Linked DNA regions of Mus musculus: region 1 is linked to region 2. The links are chromatin contacts, called in public Hi-C maps. All regions are on one chromosome and are shown on one strand. Each heading gives the region's core, a stretch centred on a gene start, on an enhancer-like site or on the middle of the called end of the contact. The rest is flanking DNA. Distances are from core to core; before and after follow the strand shown.

Region 1 (6,408 bases), core at 932-3,431, 170 kb before region 2:
AGATGAACAGTCTATGCTTACTTCGCGAGTGCGGCATAAGATGCTGCATTTTCAGTGTCTTTCCTCTGGGGTCCGTGAGCGTTGACTTACCAATAGTCACTTATACTGTGCATTATCTTCGCATTAAGCTGTCTGTGGCACTTTTCTGTTTAAGTAAGATCGTGTTCTCTTTTTAAGTAATTTGTTGCTCAAAGATTATACCCTTGCTCATTAATTTTTTGTGTTTCACTGCAGGAGGAGTTGGATTTGTTGTCTAGTTCTCAGTCCCCCCTTTCCTTATATGGCGACAGCTGTAATAGCCCCTCCTCTGTAGAGCCACTGAAGGAAGAGAAGCCTGTCACTGGTCCTGGAAACAAAACAGGTATCTGCCGCTCTCGCTCTCCCAACTTCTATTATTTCCATTTTAGACAACTTAAGTTCCATATTTAAAAGGCAAATCTTGGATTAAGCTTATATTTATTAAATTGGCTTGCATTTAAAAAATAGTCTATTTATTTTATTTTATTATGTGTACAAGTGTTTTATCGGCATATATGTCTGTGAACCAAGTGCATGCTTCCTGACCCCAGAAGCTAAAAGAGGGCTTCAAATCCCCTGGAACTGGAATTGTAGACAGTTATAAGCTGTTGCAGAATCCAGGCCCACTTGAGAAACAACCAGTATACTTAAAGCCCCTAAATTACATCTTATTTTTTTGTTGTTCTGAATAATAACTGAAAAAGTCAAGGGGAAAAATGTTTTATGATGGTCTTTGTGAAAAATAGTTAGAATAGGCGTGGACCCCGTCATCTTCAGGAGAGGTTGTAGCAGTGCAGTTAAAGACACTGAGTGAAAGAGGTGACGCCTCTCACCTCCTTAAGCTGTGGGCGTCAGTCAGTAATTTTGACCTGACCTTTAGCAGTTCATGTTCCCCCTTCCCAGAGCTGCACAGGATGATCTCAGAGTAGGACGTTCTCTTCAGTCTGTTCAGCTACAGAGTAGCTGTGCGTACGCTCATTGGTGATTGTTACTCGGAAGTCAGGACAATACATAGAGGACAGTATGGAACGTGATTAGGGTAATACATAGAGGACAGTATGGAATGTGATAGCTTTTCTTAACTTTCTTCAGATTGACTTGGAGGTTTTTTAAAATTTTTAAAAAATTTTTTTTTAAACTCTAGAACATGGACTGACTCCAAAGAAAAAAATTCAGATGAGTTCAAAACCTTCAGTTCAGCCCAAGCCTTTATTACTTCCAGCAGCGCCCAAGACTCAAACCAATGCCAGTGTCCCAGCAAAAGCCATCATCATTCAGACACTACCAGCCCTTATGCCACTGGCAAAGCAGCAGTCGATTATCAGCATACAGCCTGCGCCCACCAAAGGTACCCATGGAGACTATGACGCTCTGTATAATATAAGGCTTATATTACACACTTTATTTTAATTTGTATTAAGTTTTTTGAGCATGGGCCATCACATCAGGAAATGTCCCTTGGTTCTCAGGATTTTGCAGAGATGACTAATATGGTTCCTGCCTTTGCAGAGACAGAATACTGATCATAACTGTTGCTTCTTATTCTCTTACAGCTTTTATTGTGATGATATCTGTATTCGAGGTGCTGCTGTTGTGGTTGTGGTGGTGGTGGTGTCCTCCTTCTCTTCTTCTTCCTCCTCTTCCTCTCCCCCTCCTCCTCCTCCTCCCTCTTCTTCTTGATTTCCTTTTTCTCTTTCTTTTTTGAGGCAGAATGTCATGTATCCTTAACTGGCCTGGAACTCTGTAAATAGAGCAGGCTGGCTTCAAACCAGCAGAGATTTGCTTGCTTCTGACTCCTGAATGCTGGCACTAGAGGTGTGTGCCACAGCTGGCTGAGGTTTTTGATATAAAACCACTTAGAATGAGGAAGAAACTCTGGGAGACGTTTGTATTGCTATTTTATTCTGAGATTATTCTGGCTGTGGCCGTCTTGTTTTGTTTTGTTTTGTTTTGTTTTGTTTTGTTTTGTTTTGTTTTGTTTTGTTTTGTTTTAGGGGTGGTTAGGACTTACAATAATAAGGACCATTTCAAATCAGGGATGTGTTGAGCAATAAATCTGGCTCTTAATTTCTGAGGAGACTGTGTAGTTTGATAAGCAGGGCATTGAACTAGGTTTTAGAAGACCTGACTTGCCAACTGGCTCAGATTTGGTGTTTTTCTATATTTTATCCACCAGATGGCCTCATGCACTTATGATTCTACAAGAAAGTCAAAAGGATGTTAAGGGTTTATAAACTAGTGAAAGAAATTCAGGTCTGAGGACTTGATAATCTTGAGATATGTGACATCTTTTAGGCAGCTTAGTCATCACTGTACTTATATCAATCTGTGTACACATGGCTATGAGAAAATTTATGCAGTACTCATTTCTCCAGATTGAATTTATTGGCCCTCATCAGCACTAGGAGTTAATAGGACTTCTGTAAATAAGCATCAACGTTACATTTGTGTTTATGTTCATATTTGCATTTAAGATTGGTTAGCTTATTTCTCTGGAGCATCGTTTCAATGGGAAAGGCTTCATAAATTTGATCTCAACCATGGGCAATAGAACATTGATAAAAAGAACTAAACAAGGGAGTGGCTGTATGGGTGAAAACCTATTCCTAATGAAAGAACAAAATGAACAGACAAACAATTTGAAATGCCCGCCTTCATTCAGGAGCAGCATCCTATTTGTTTTTTTAAATAGGAAAAGTAGCGAGCCTATGGAATAAGTGTTCTTGTGATTTGCAAATGGATGTTAAGGGCTGATAAACTCTTTGAAATAAGGCACAAGATTTAGTGTATATTCATAAATTGAGTTTTAGGACTAGTACCTAAAGTATTTCTAAGACCTCAAAATGATTTGTATCTTTCCAAGGCTAAGAATTTAAATTCATGAAGAACCTCATTAGAGTTCCCACAGCTGTTAAAGCACATGCATGAAAGCCGAAGTATGACCTTAGCATGGCAGCGTGTAAACGAGGGCGTACCCTCAAGAGTTTGCTGTAAACTCTTGGCTCTGTTTGAGAGATAGGAGATCTTTTTTTGTTTTTGTTTTTTTGTTGTTGTTGTTTTGTTTTTCAAGACAAGGTTTTTCTGTGTAGCCCTGACTGTCCTGGAATTCACTCTGTAGGCCAGGCTGGCCTGGAACTCAGAGATCCGCCTGCCTCTGTCTCCTGAGTGTAGGGATTAAAAAAGGTGTGCGCCACCACCTCCAGCCCGAGATCTCTAGCAAGATAAAGATAGATTTTTTTTTTTTGCGCAGCTTATCAGTTCCAGAGATTAAAAGTATACATTTTGAATTTCAATAATTTTATATGATCTGAAAACTATATTTTTGATGAGCATGTGCCAATAAAATGGTTTGTTTTTATAATATAATCTTTGGTATTAATATTATAATCTGAAGTTTAATTATGTATCTTTCATACTTTTTAAAAAATTTGACCTTGGAATGAGAAGAAGGAAGTGCTGGGGAGATGGCTTTATCAGTAAAGCGCTTGCCGCAGAAGCACTAGGACCTGAGCTCAGATTCCCAGCGCCCACATGGAAAGCTGGGTGCCCTAGTGCCTCTCTAGAAGTAGGCAGATCCCTGGAGGTCACCAACCAGCCTGTCTAGCCAATTGATCCAATTTCAACGAGAGACCGTTTCAAATCTAAGGCAGAGAGCCACTGAAGAAGTACCCAGCAGCAGCCTCTGGCCTCCACACACATGTGCACTCACGTGTATGTGCATTCACGTGAAAACACGTACATGCATATACTATGTGGACAAAAAAGAAAAATGGAATAGATGTGATTCCTGCAGGCTTAATGCTTTGAAATTTGGTTTCAGTTAAATTTTCTAACTTTATACTACAGTGTCATTATTTTCTTGAACTCAAAAATCCTTTCTCAGTATCCTAAGAGCTTGGTTTATAGCCATATATTATTTTCTATCCAATACAAATTCATTTAAAACCATAGCTAAATTCTTAATAATCGTTTCTCATTATGTATTTTCTCAGTCCATAGAAACTGACAGACAACCCTGATTATCTTGTGTAGCTGAGCTATTTTTCTGCTGTTAAGAGAAGAGTACTTTCGGGCACTGGTGTACCTGTAATCCCAACCCTTGAGAAGCTGAAGCTAGAAGGTTGTGAGCTGAGGCTAGCCTGGGTCCACAGCAGCTTCCAGGCAGCTTTGAGCTCCATAGTGAGATCCTGTCAACCACCCCCTCACTGCCACCCAGGGTTTAGTGGTAGAAGGCCTTCCTAGCATGTACAAGTCCCTGGGTTCAGACTCCAGTGCCCTGAGAAGTAAGGATATTCACTTAGGAATCCTTGGCTTCAAATTTACATTAGAGTGAGTATATCTTTTTAATGGCAGCTTAACTTAATGTCTTATTCGGTACTGTTAAAAAACACAGTATTTGTTCATATGTTCATATATTTAAATACATATATACTTTTATTTGTATATCTGGCCTAGGTATATATTTCTATAATTTAATACATTAATACATTTAGTACATTTCTCCATTTTATATGAATTTATTTTATAACAGAAGGTCAGTTTAGGGGAAAGCAAGGATTAAACATGTCTGGCAATGTTATGTTCCAGTAAATGATATGTATTTCAAATTTAAGAATTAATTTTACATTTTTTTTGTAATCATTTATTTATTTATTCATTTACAACTCCAGATTTTATTCCCCTCCCAGTCCACCCTCCAACTGTTCCACATCCCATACCTCCACTCCATCCCCCTGTCTCCTCAAGGATGTCCCACTTCCAATCCCTATCCACCAGACCTCCAAACTCCTTGGGGCCCCCAGTCTCTTGAGGGTCAGGTGCATCTTCTCTGATTAAACCCTGACCTGGCAGTCCTCTGCTGTATATGTGTTGGCCTCATATCAGCTGGTGTATGCTGCCTGGTTGGTGGTCCAGTGTCTTGAGAGATCTCAGGGGTCCAGGTTAACCAAGACTGCTGGTCTTCCTATAGGGTTGCTCTCCTCCTCAGCTTCTTCCAGCTTTTCCCTAACTCAACAACAGGGGTCAGCAGCTTCTGTTCATTGGTTGGGTGCAAATATCTGCATCTGACTCTTTCAGCTACTTGTTAGGTCTTTCGGAGGGCAGTCATGATAGGTCCCTTTTTGTGGGTGCTCCATAGCGTCAGTAACAGTGTCAGGCCTTGGGATTCCACTTTGGGCCTGTCACTGGACCTTCTTTTCCTTGGACTCCTCTCCATTTCCATTCCTGTAATTCTTTCAGACAGAAACAATTATGGGTCAGTGCTTTGACTGTGGGATGGCAATCCCACCCCTCACTTGATGCGCTCTCTTTCTGCTGGAGGTGAGCTCTACAAGTTCCCTCTACCCACTATAGGGCATCCTGTGCAAGGCCCCTCCCTTTGATTCCTGAGTCTCTCACCTCCCAGGCCTCTGGCACAGACTTACAAACTTACTACTTGTAAGTACTAATAACTGAATTGGGGAAAATTGGTAACATTTGAATTCTACTTCTGCTCTACTTTTTGAGGTCACTGAAACAAAGAATTTCATTTTATGAATTTGATCTTTTTTTAGCCATGACAGATGTTTTTAACAAACAGGTGTTCTGAAAGTATTATTTTGATTTTCAGTTTTTCCTGACCCTTTGAAATATAAAACTGAGCTTTTATAAGCCATATTAAACTGTATAATGAAAAATGCCTGATTTTCCTTGAAGAAAAATTATAAATTTTTATTGAAGTTTCATTTCTGGTTATAATAGTACCTTTATTCAGCTAGATAAAGCCAAATTACTATGGATATTAGGCAAGGCTTTTAATACCTTAGAAAATTGACAGAGGAAAGGAAACAGGCAGGTACAGTTTTAACAGATCAAGGGTTATGAGTTGTGCTTTCCTGAGGGTAGTGATGTGAGTTCTCAGATGAGCACAAGTTTAAGATAATGGCAGCTGCAAAGACTAGGAAACAATGTGAAGATCATTGGTTAGGCAGGGATCAGAAAGGCAGTTACTGTGCCTCAACTAAAGTTTTATATTTTTTGGCATTTGTAGTCACTTGACTCTTTTTGTATATGTATGTATTTGTAAATCTTAAAGGATTTGTTTAAAATAAGAAAAATTCATATAGTACTAATGAAATTCAGAGGCTAGTAGCTGGAGAATGTAGATATGATAAGAGATTGGTTATGTCTTGTTATATTGAAAAAGATAAAAATGAACTGCCTTGTCTGTTCATGTCTCTAGTGAGTATTTTTGCCCCCCCCCCCACTCTTGAGTACTGAGGATTGAACCAGGGCCCTGTGCATCCTAGGCAAGCCCTCTGCACTGAGCTTCCCCTTGGCCCTCTTTTATGTACTTTGTGAGATGAGGGTCTGAATGAACTTTTGATTCTCCTACTTCAGCCTCCTTAGTGG
Region 2 (6,866 bases), core at 1,720-4,219:
AACAGTAGCTAAGAAACATTTTTAGAGAAAGAAAATAAAAACAATAAACCCCCTCAGGAGCGAATAGAATGGTTGGTCAGATGAGACCCACTGAGCTGGCTGGGCTCAGGAACCTGAGAAAGTTAACAGTAGGCCCTGCGACATGGAGGTTGGGGAGAGGCGGGGAGGACTTGGTTGGAGGAGCGGGTGGCGCAGGAAATAATAGTAATGCGAAGCCTGGGGGTCCAGAACAAGCCTGCTGAGGCTGAGGAGTAGTGAGGAGGCCAGCGTGGACCCAGCAGAGGGTACAAGTGGGAAGTAGGGTCAGAGGAAGCCAGCACTTAGATCGAGGGCAGCTTGGGGTCTCTTTACAGAGGTCAGTTTTAATTCTGAGAGAGATGGATGAGCAGACAAAACTCGGAAGGCAAAGATGTATGAGAGGGGACACTGAGTTCTACGCACAAAAGAAAGAGCTAGAAAGCTAGAATTCAGAGGTTCGCCTGGAACACCAGGAGGGAGATGATGCTGCAGGGGTGGGGCAGGGAGGAAACACCCTAAGGGCTGGACCGGAAGAGGGACGGAGCACTTGGGTAGTCAGAATTGGAGAACATACTTAACGTGGGTAATGATTGCAGCTGCAGCAACAGGTTGAGCGGAAAGCATTGGATGAAAGAACAAGGTGTAGCAGGGACACATCTGGGGAGGCTGTTTCCTGAGACCAGAGGGAAGGACCTGGCTGGGGTGGGTAAGAGCGGGTAAGGGGTGAGCAGGAGCTGGAAGAGACACCAGAAAAAAGAATTCCACCCTTCACAGATCAGATTGAACAACAAGGAGATAGAGATAAAAATTGGCAGCAAAGTCTAGAGGATAATTTACTAAAGCTGGCAAAGCAAAATAAGGCAGTTGCTGCAATATTAGAATGACAACATAAAAAGAGGCTGGAAGAAATGCTAGAACGGAGATTTCTGAAGTTCACAGATGACTCTGAGCAACAGAGAGATAAGCTTAAGCCTTGGCAGCATAGCCTAGAGCAAACACTAGAACTAAAGGGTCAGGATTTCATTGGTCAAAATAAGCAGCAGAAAGAGAAGAATGAAGGTTGGAGCCAGAAGCTGGAAGAGATGCTAGCACAGAAGTTTCTGAAGTTCATAGATGAGCCTGAGCAACAGAGCAAGGAAAATAAAGATGACAGGAGACATGGAGGGATACAGAAGTGAGCTCGTCTATTCTTTGTGGAAAGGCAGGAAGGGTGAAGGCTGATGAGAGAAGGAGTTGGAAATTCAGCAAACTTGAGGACCACAGAGAGGAGCAGATGGCAGAGCTTACCTAGTATCTCCAAGAAAGCTATTCTGCCCAAGCCTTGGTTTCCCTATCTGTAAACCAGAAGGAAGAAACAAAAGGATTCAGATGTCCCTGCAGCTCATCCATCCTTTGCCACAGTGTCTTTGAACCCCAGAGAGGTTAAGGTCCAAGGCTTCTCAGCAAACTCTGGGATAACTGCATCCCTGCACTAAGGATGAAATCCCTGACCCTCTGACCCGGACTCACGCTGCTCTTCTATGTCATTTTCCTCCTCAGAGACCTTGGCTTTATAGTAGGTGATTCCCCTGATGACGGTGGGCTTGGAGGCCAGCCGACCTCTCAGGTGCACCTGTCTCTGCAGGGGCCGCTGCGGCTTCATCGCTGCAGGAGGGACCAGTGGCTGCGTCCTCAGGAGTTCGATGGAGTTGATCTGCTGTGACACAGTTTCCTCCTGCAGAAACCGTTCTTCATACTGCTCCTCAGAGGGGACAAAATGGAAGGTCAGGTCACTCCCTGATCAGAGACATGGGACAGGACGAACAGTGATGGAGCACAGGCCACAGTCAAATACAGTCGCACTTCCCAAGAGGGCCTTAGCTGTAGAGATTAGCTGTAGAGATCCAGTCCAGTCATCATGGCCAGACTGTCTCCCCATCCCACCACCTCGGTGTGTACAGAGGGGGGAAAACAGGGCTTTCACTCTGACCTTTAGGATCCAGCCTGGAGAAAACCCACCATGCTCACTTCTAACCACATCTCCTGTCATCTCTGCTTGTTTTCCCATGCATGAAGAGAGTTTAACCAGACTGTGCAACAGACATGGCCATCCCTAAATATGGCCGTCTCTTTGACATGAGGTAGTGATGGGCAGCTGGAAAAATGTGCACACATCCTTGTCAATCCCCCTTCACTGGGGTAAAAGAACTACCCGGGAGAGCACAACACATGCTAGTATGCCAGCTGTGCCCTTGGTGGTGTCGGTCCTCCATGCCATCTCTGTACCTCCCTCAAGCCTCTTATAAGGCAACCTCTACCAGAAGGATGGGCATGCTTGCTTGTTGGTGGTGCCATTTTAGTGAGCACCTATTACAGCCAACCCAATATAGAATATTATTTTTAATCCTCATAGCAATGGAGCAAGGTAATGCTACCAGCATTTCCTGGATAAGGAAACAGCCATTCAGTAACTTAGTTGAAACTCCACCCAGGGAAGTAGCTGAGAAGGATACAAGTGAAGTCACACAATCACCAAGTGGGCCCCACGGTTACTTCCTGGGCCTGTGTTCCTCCTTACATTAAGCCACATTGACTGTGACCTCAGGTCTACTTATTAGCCTTCCAAAAAGTGGCCACCATCTCCATGTCTTCAGGGCTGTGGTCTGGCAACTGCCCTGTGCATGGACGTGGAAGATGTTTCATTTCCCAGTGGAAAGAGCTGCCTGGGAGGTTGACAAGAGGCTCCTGCCACAGCCTCTACCTCAAATGCCCAGGGGCAACTAATTGCTGGCGCTGGTTTCCCTCCATGTCAGAGAAGCCAGCTGTCATTTCTTTGTGGCAAACCCCAGGAACTGACTTTAGGTCCAGGCTCTCGGGAAAGGGCAGGGACTGCAGTTCTTTGTCCCAGCCAAGGATATGGAGCAAGACGGTGGACAGCCTTTGCCAGACAACATATAATTTCCTTGGATTCGCTGGCGGCAAGTTGAACTGGGCGGCAGCTACCCCCACCACATTCTGATTGCCTCTCTGTTCATCCAAGAGTCTGCCAAATGATTTCACCTCCTGGCATCCAGTGTTCCCACACCCACAGTGCCTTTCCACTACCAACCTGATCTCCGGGCCTCCCTGCCAACCTTCTAGACAAGGACCACGTTGGAAGACCACCTTACAAAATAATTACTAGCCGTTCCAAGAATTGTCTGGCATCATTTGCAAGAAACAAAAATAACCAGCTAAAACCATCTCCCCTGTTGCAGCGTGGCGCTCACCAAAGACACAGGGCTGCTGCGTACACACCGAGAGAATGAGCCTACCTCTGGGCATCCTGTATCTCCCTCTCTGCTTCTAGCCTGGCTGGGTGGATTGTGCTAACTTCAGCACTGTGTGCTGTGGGGACTCAGGGAAGGCCCGGGAAGGACTTTGCTGAGCAAGGAGAAAAAGAGTTTGGTGTGTTTGATTTGGTTTGTAGTTTGCCCTCGGGAAATCTGAGCAGGGTTTCTGAATGTACCACAGAATGTGTCATCAAGACAACAGACCGCATTCTCCAGCTTAGCTGGCTGACTGGGAAGCTGGAAGCAGAAGGTAAGGAAATGCTGGCTGCACTGGGCAGCGGGGGCTGAGATGAGAGGCACAGGAGCCAAGTGTGAGGGGCAGACACCTTCACGTCCCTTTCTGGTTCCCAGAGCTCCTGGCTTTGGGGTGATTTCAGGTACCTTCACACCTCTTTGTGGGGTGATTTCAAGGTCCCTTAGGGGTGACCCACCCACCAGGCTAAACACATGTTTCAGTGACCAATACGTAAGGGACACTCAAAAATAAGACAAATTATTTATGAGGGAATATAATGTTTCAAAAACATCAAAAGCCAGGTAATGACTACTGTTTCTTGCTTTACAGCATGGGATTGCTTTTGACTTCTTTTTTTTTGTTTTGTTTTTTTGGTTTTTTGTTTTTGTTTTTTTTTTCGAGACAGGGTTTCTCTGTGTAGCCCTGGCTGTCCTGGAACTCATTTTGTAGACCAGGCTGGCCTTGAACTCAGAAATTCGCCTGCCTCTGCCTCCCAAGTGCTGGGATTAAAGGTGTGCGACACCACCGCCCTCCTGCTTTTGACTTATTGGGGAAGTCCACACACCATACTCTTCCAGTGCCTGTTGTCTCAGAGTCCCCATGTGTCTTCAGAACACATGTACTCGAAAGTTCCCAAGCCCCCCAGATATGCCCCCTTAGCCTCACTATAATGAGTTTCTTTACCCAAGAGTTCTGAGCCTGTAAGCCAGCAATGGAATTCGGTGTATAGAGTGCTTATCTTGCCCAAAGTCCTGGGTTTAGTCCCTAGCACCGCATAGACCAGGCATGGTAGTACACACTTGTAGTCGCAGCACCTGAGACTCTGAGGCAGGAGAATCAGTAGTTCAAGGCCATCTTTGGCTACATAGCCAGTTTGAAGCTAGTTTAGGAGAGATGACACCCATCAACTAACCAAACATCAAGAGTTCCGAGCCTACACACAAAGCCTTCCATCCTCTCTACCCAAATTTACGATAACCCAGGCAACAGAGTCCCACAAAGCAATGTGACCTGCTATAATTTGGATCTTAAGTCTATTTATTGAAGGTTTGGTGTCTAGTTCATGGTGCTATGAGGTAGTGCAAGCTTTAAGACATGGGGCTTAGTGGGATAAGTTAGGTCATAGGGCCTGGCCCCTTCTTCTCCTTGGCTTTGCTATGCCCTGGGGTGACTGGCAGAGCTTTACCACATACTCCCCACGCAAAGCAATGACCGTGAGCTGAAACTTCTGAAATCAAGTCGTTTGACCATTCCTCTTTTTTAGTTGATTATCTCAGGTAATTTGTTACAGTAGCAGAAAGCTGAGAAACACACTTCGCAACCTTTTACATATATCATAGCACACAGAAGAGCCAGCTCAATCTCTAACTAACCTAGGCTCTGCCCAACACATACCCATCATCATCATCATCATCACATAGCCCTGTCTGTCCTGGAATTTGCTATGTAAACCATGCTGACCTCAAACTCACACAGATCTAATTGCCTCTGCCTCCCAAGTGCTGGGATTAAAGATGTGTACTAGAGATCCCTCTGCAAGTCCAGCTAGTAATTTTTAGGAGAAAGTCACCAAATGAAGAGATATTTTCATGCAAGCAGGTCTTGTGGCATGACTCAACACTATATTGGCCATCTCGTACAGGGCTAGCTTTGTGGTAGGGACACAAGTCAGTGGGAGGAACAGGGGTTGGAATGTTCTGCCTTTACTTTCCAGCGGATCCAGGCTCTGTATCCATCTGTAAGATGGGGATACTGACCTGTGTCTGGCCTGCTTTCCAGAACTGCAGTCATAACCAGACAGTGAGAAAGGTGACTAACGAGGCCCTTATAAATAGGGGGACCATATCATTTACTGTCTGCAAGCTGAGGCATTTCCAAGAGAGAGAAAAATGTGGTGTTCATAACGACGCTAGGAGAGATGCAAACATAGATGGTCCCATGTATGTCCTACAAGAGATGCTCAAGAGAGCAGCATGGGATATCGTGAGAACAGTACCAAGGCTCAGAAGACCCAGATTTGAGTACCAACTTCCACCCTTACTCACTGAACTTCCCTGGCTGTCCTTGTTGGTTGAAGCTGGGCCAAGCCCTATCCATCACACCTATGGGGCTGTGACACAGAACTGAGACCCTGGCCTTGGAAGGACTCAGCCCCGAGCTGCTCTTCCTCAAGCTGATCTCACTCTTCCAGGCCCAGGAGATACCCTGGCAAGATGGGGCCTCACCTCTGGGTGGGCATAGGCTGCAGCCGCATCCCTCTGCAGGGCTGAGCGGATGTCTGGCATGCTCTCTAGGGTGTTGTCAGAGCAGTTCTCCTTGCCTCGCTTGTTCAGCTCCGTTCGGATTTCTTCCACATCCTCTTTGATTTGCTCATTCTCCTTGGTGAGGTTCTTAGAGACTTCCTGAGGAGAAAAGAGTTTTTGAAAAGGGAAACGTTAAAATGTTTTGAAGACAGACAATAGGTAACTAGCAACCTCGAGATAGTCAGAGGCAGGGTGGCTTGGAGCATGGAGATTTGCAGCCATGGAGATGGGTCAGAGAATGGAGATAAGACATAGGGATGAGCTCAGAGTGGGTAATGTATAGACATGGGGATGGCTCAGAGGATGGAGCCAAGAAAAGATCAGGGCCCATACATGTGCCTAGTCCTGTCCTGGTAACCAGTGACAGGCGCCCAGGCAGAGTTTCCAGACACCCAACTGCTAGAAATACCCAGACTATCATAGCTTCCCTACTAATACCACTGGCATGGCCAGGGCACCCAGTTCTTTTTTGGTTCTTTGTATACAGTGTTCCTGCTAAGCGATGAAGAACGATGCCAGCGATTCCATTCACTTACTCAAGTGAATCAGTCATCCCATGTATGAAAGAAGGGTGTTGGGGTGATTTTAAAGAACCACACTTACTTTGCTTGTCTATAGGCACCAACCACTCACCCCTGCCTCTTTGGATCACTCACATAGAAAATGAACAGGCTGACCTCAAACTTTCCTATCTGTGCATAAGGGCAGCTGCCACATTGGTGGTTGCCAGCACACTACCCCTGGTTCACCCCAGGAAGAGTCAAAGCTGCATCTTGGTCAGCAGGCACAGAGGGGGTAGGAGACGCTCCAAATGCCCCTGGAGTCCTTGTCTCGGGGCTGGCTGTGGTCACTGAGGAGAGACACTGCTAAAGAGTCTCTACATGTTGGACACGACAGTCAGAACATGCAAGAGGAATGTGAGGGCTGGTCAGATGGCTCAGTGGTTAAGAGCACTGACCGCTCTTCCAGAAATTCTGAGTTCAAATCCAGCAACCACAT

Evidence for each region. Hi-C and Micro-C count contacts between places; a contact is called where the count stands out from the background.
Region 1: a contact with region 2 is called in a Hi-C map of bone marrow-derived macrophages, with 22 read pairs. The contact joins two enhancer-like sites. A contact is called at or near these places in 4 of 39 promoter capture datasets (the HPC-7 cell line, embryonic stem cells, hematopoietic stem and progenitor cells and 1 more), 1 of 15 datasets of contacts at CTCF or cohesin (the NIH/3T3 cell line), 3 of 484 Hi-C or Micro-C datasets (bone marrow-derived macrophages, embryonic stem cells and stem cell-derived motor neurons), 2 of 115 datasets of contacts at active chromatin or transcription factors (heart atrium and pancreatic cancer cells) and 1 of 9 other capture datasets (embryonic stem cells).

Annotation. Positions count from the first base shown.
Region 1 is chr1:170,835,639-170,842,046 of GRCm38.p6, reverse strand. It overlaps Atf6 (activating transcription factor 6), which reads left to right. Exons shown (of 16, transcript NM_001081304.1): 5 at 235-361; 6 at 1,163-1,366. Among named protein-coding and RNA genes, the nearest start is that of Gm25235, 6.0 kb to the right of the region's middle. Within about 2 kb of position 2,181, at least 3 of the 459 cell types and tissues checked have an H3K27ac peak or open chromatin away from gene starts, as enhancers often do. A contact at or near this core is called in bone marrow-derived macrophages, where this site is marked.
Region 2 is chr1:170,661,459-170,668,324 of GRCm38.p6, reverse strand. Olfml2b (olfactomedin-like 2B) reads right to left here. Exons shown (of 8, transcript NM_177068.4): 4 at 5,790-5,966; 5 at 1,528-1,753. Among named protein-coding and RNA genes, the nearest start is that of Olfml2b, 20 kb to the right of the region's middle. Within about 2 kb of position 2,969, at least 65 of the 459 cell types and tissues checked have an H3K27ac peak or open chromatin away from gene starts, as enhancers often do. A contact at or near this core is called in bone marrow-derived macrophages, where this site is marked.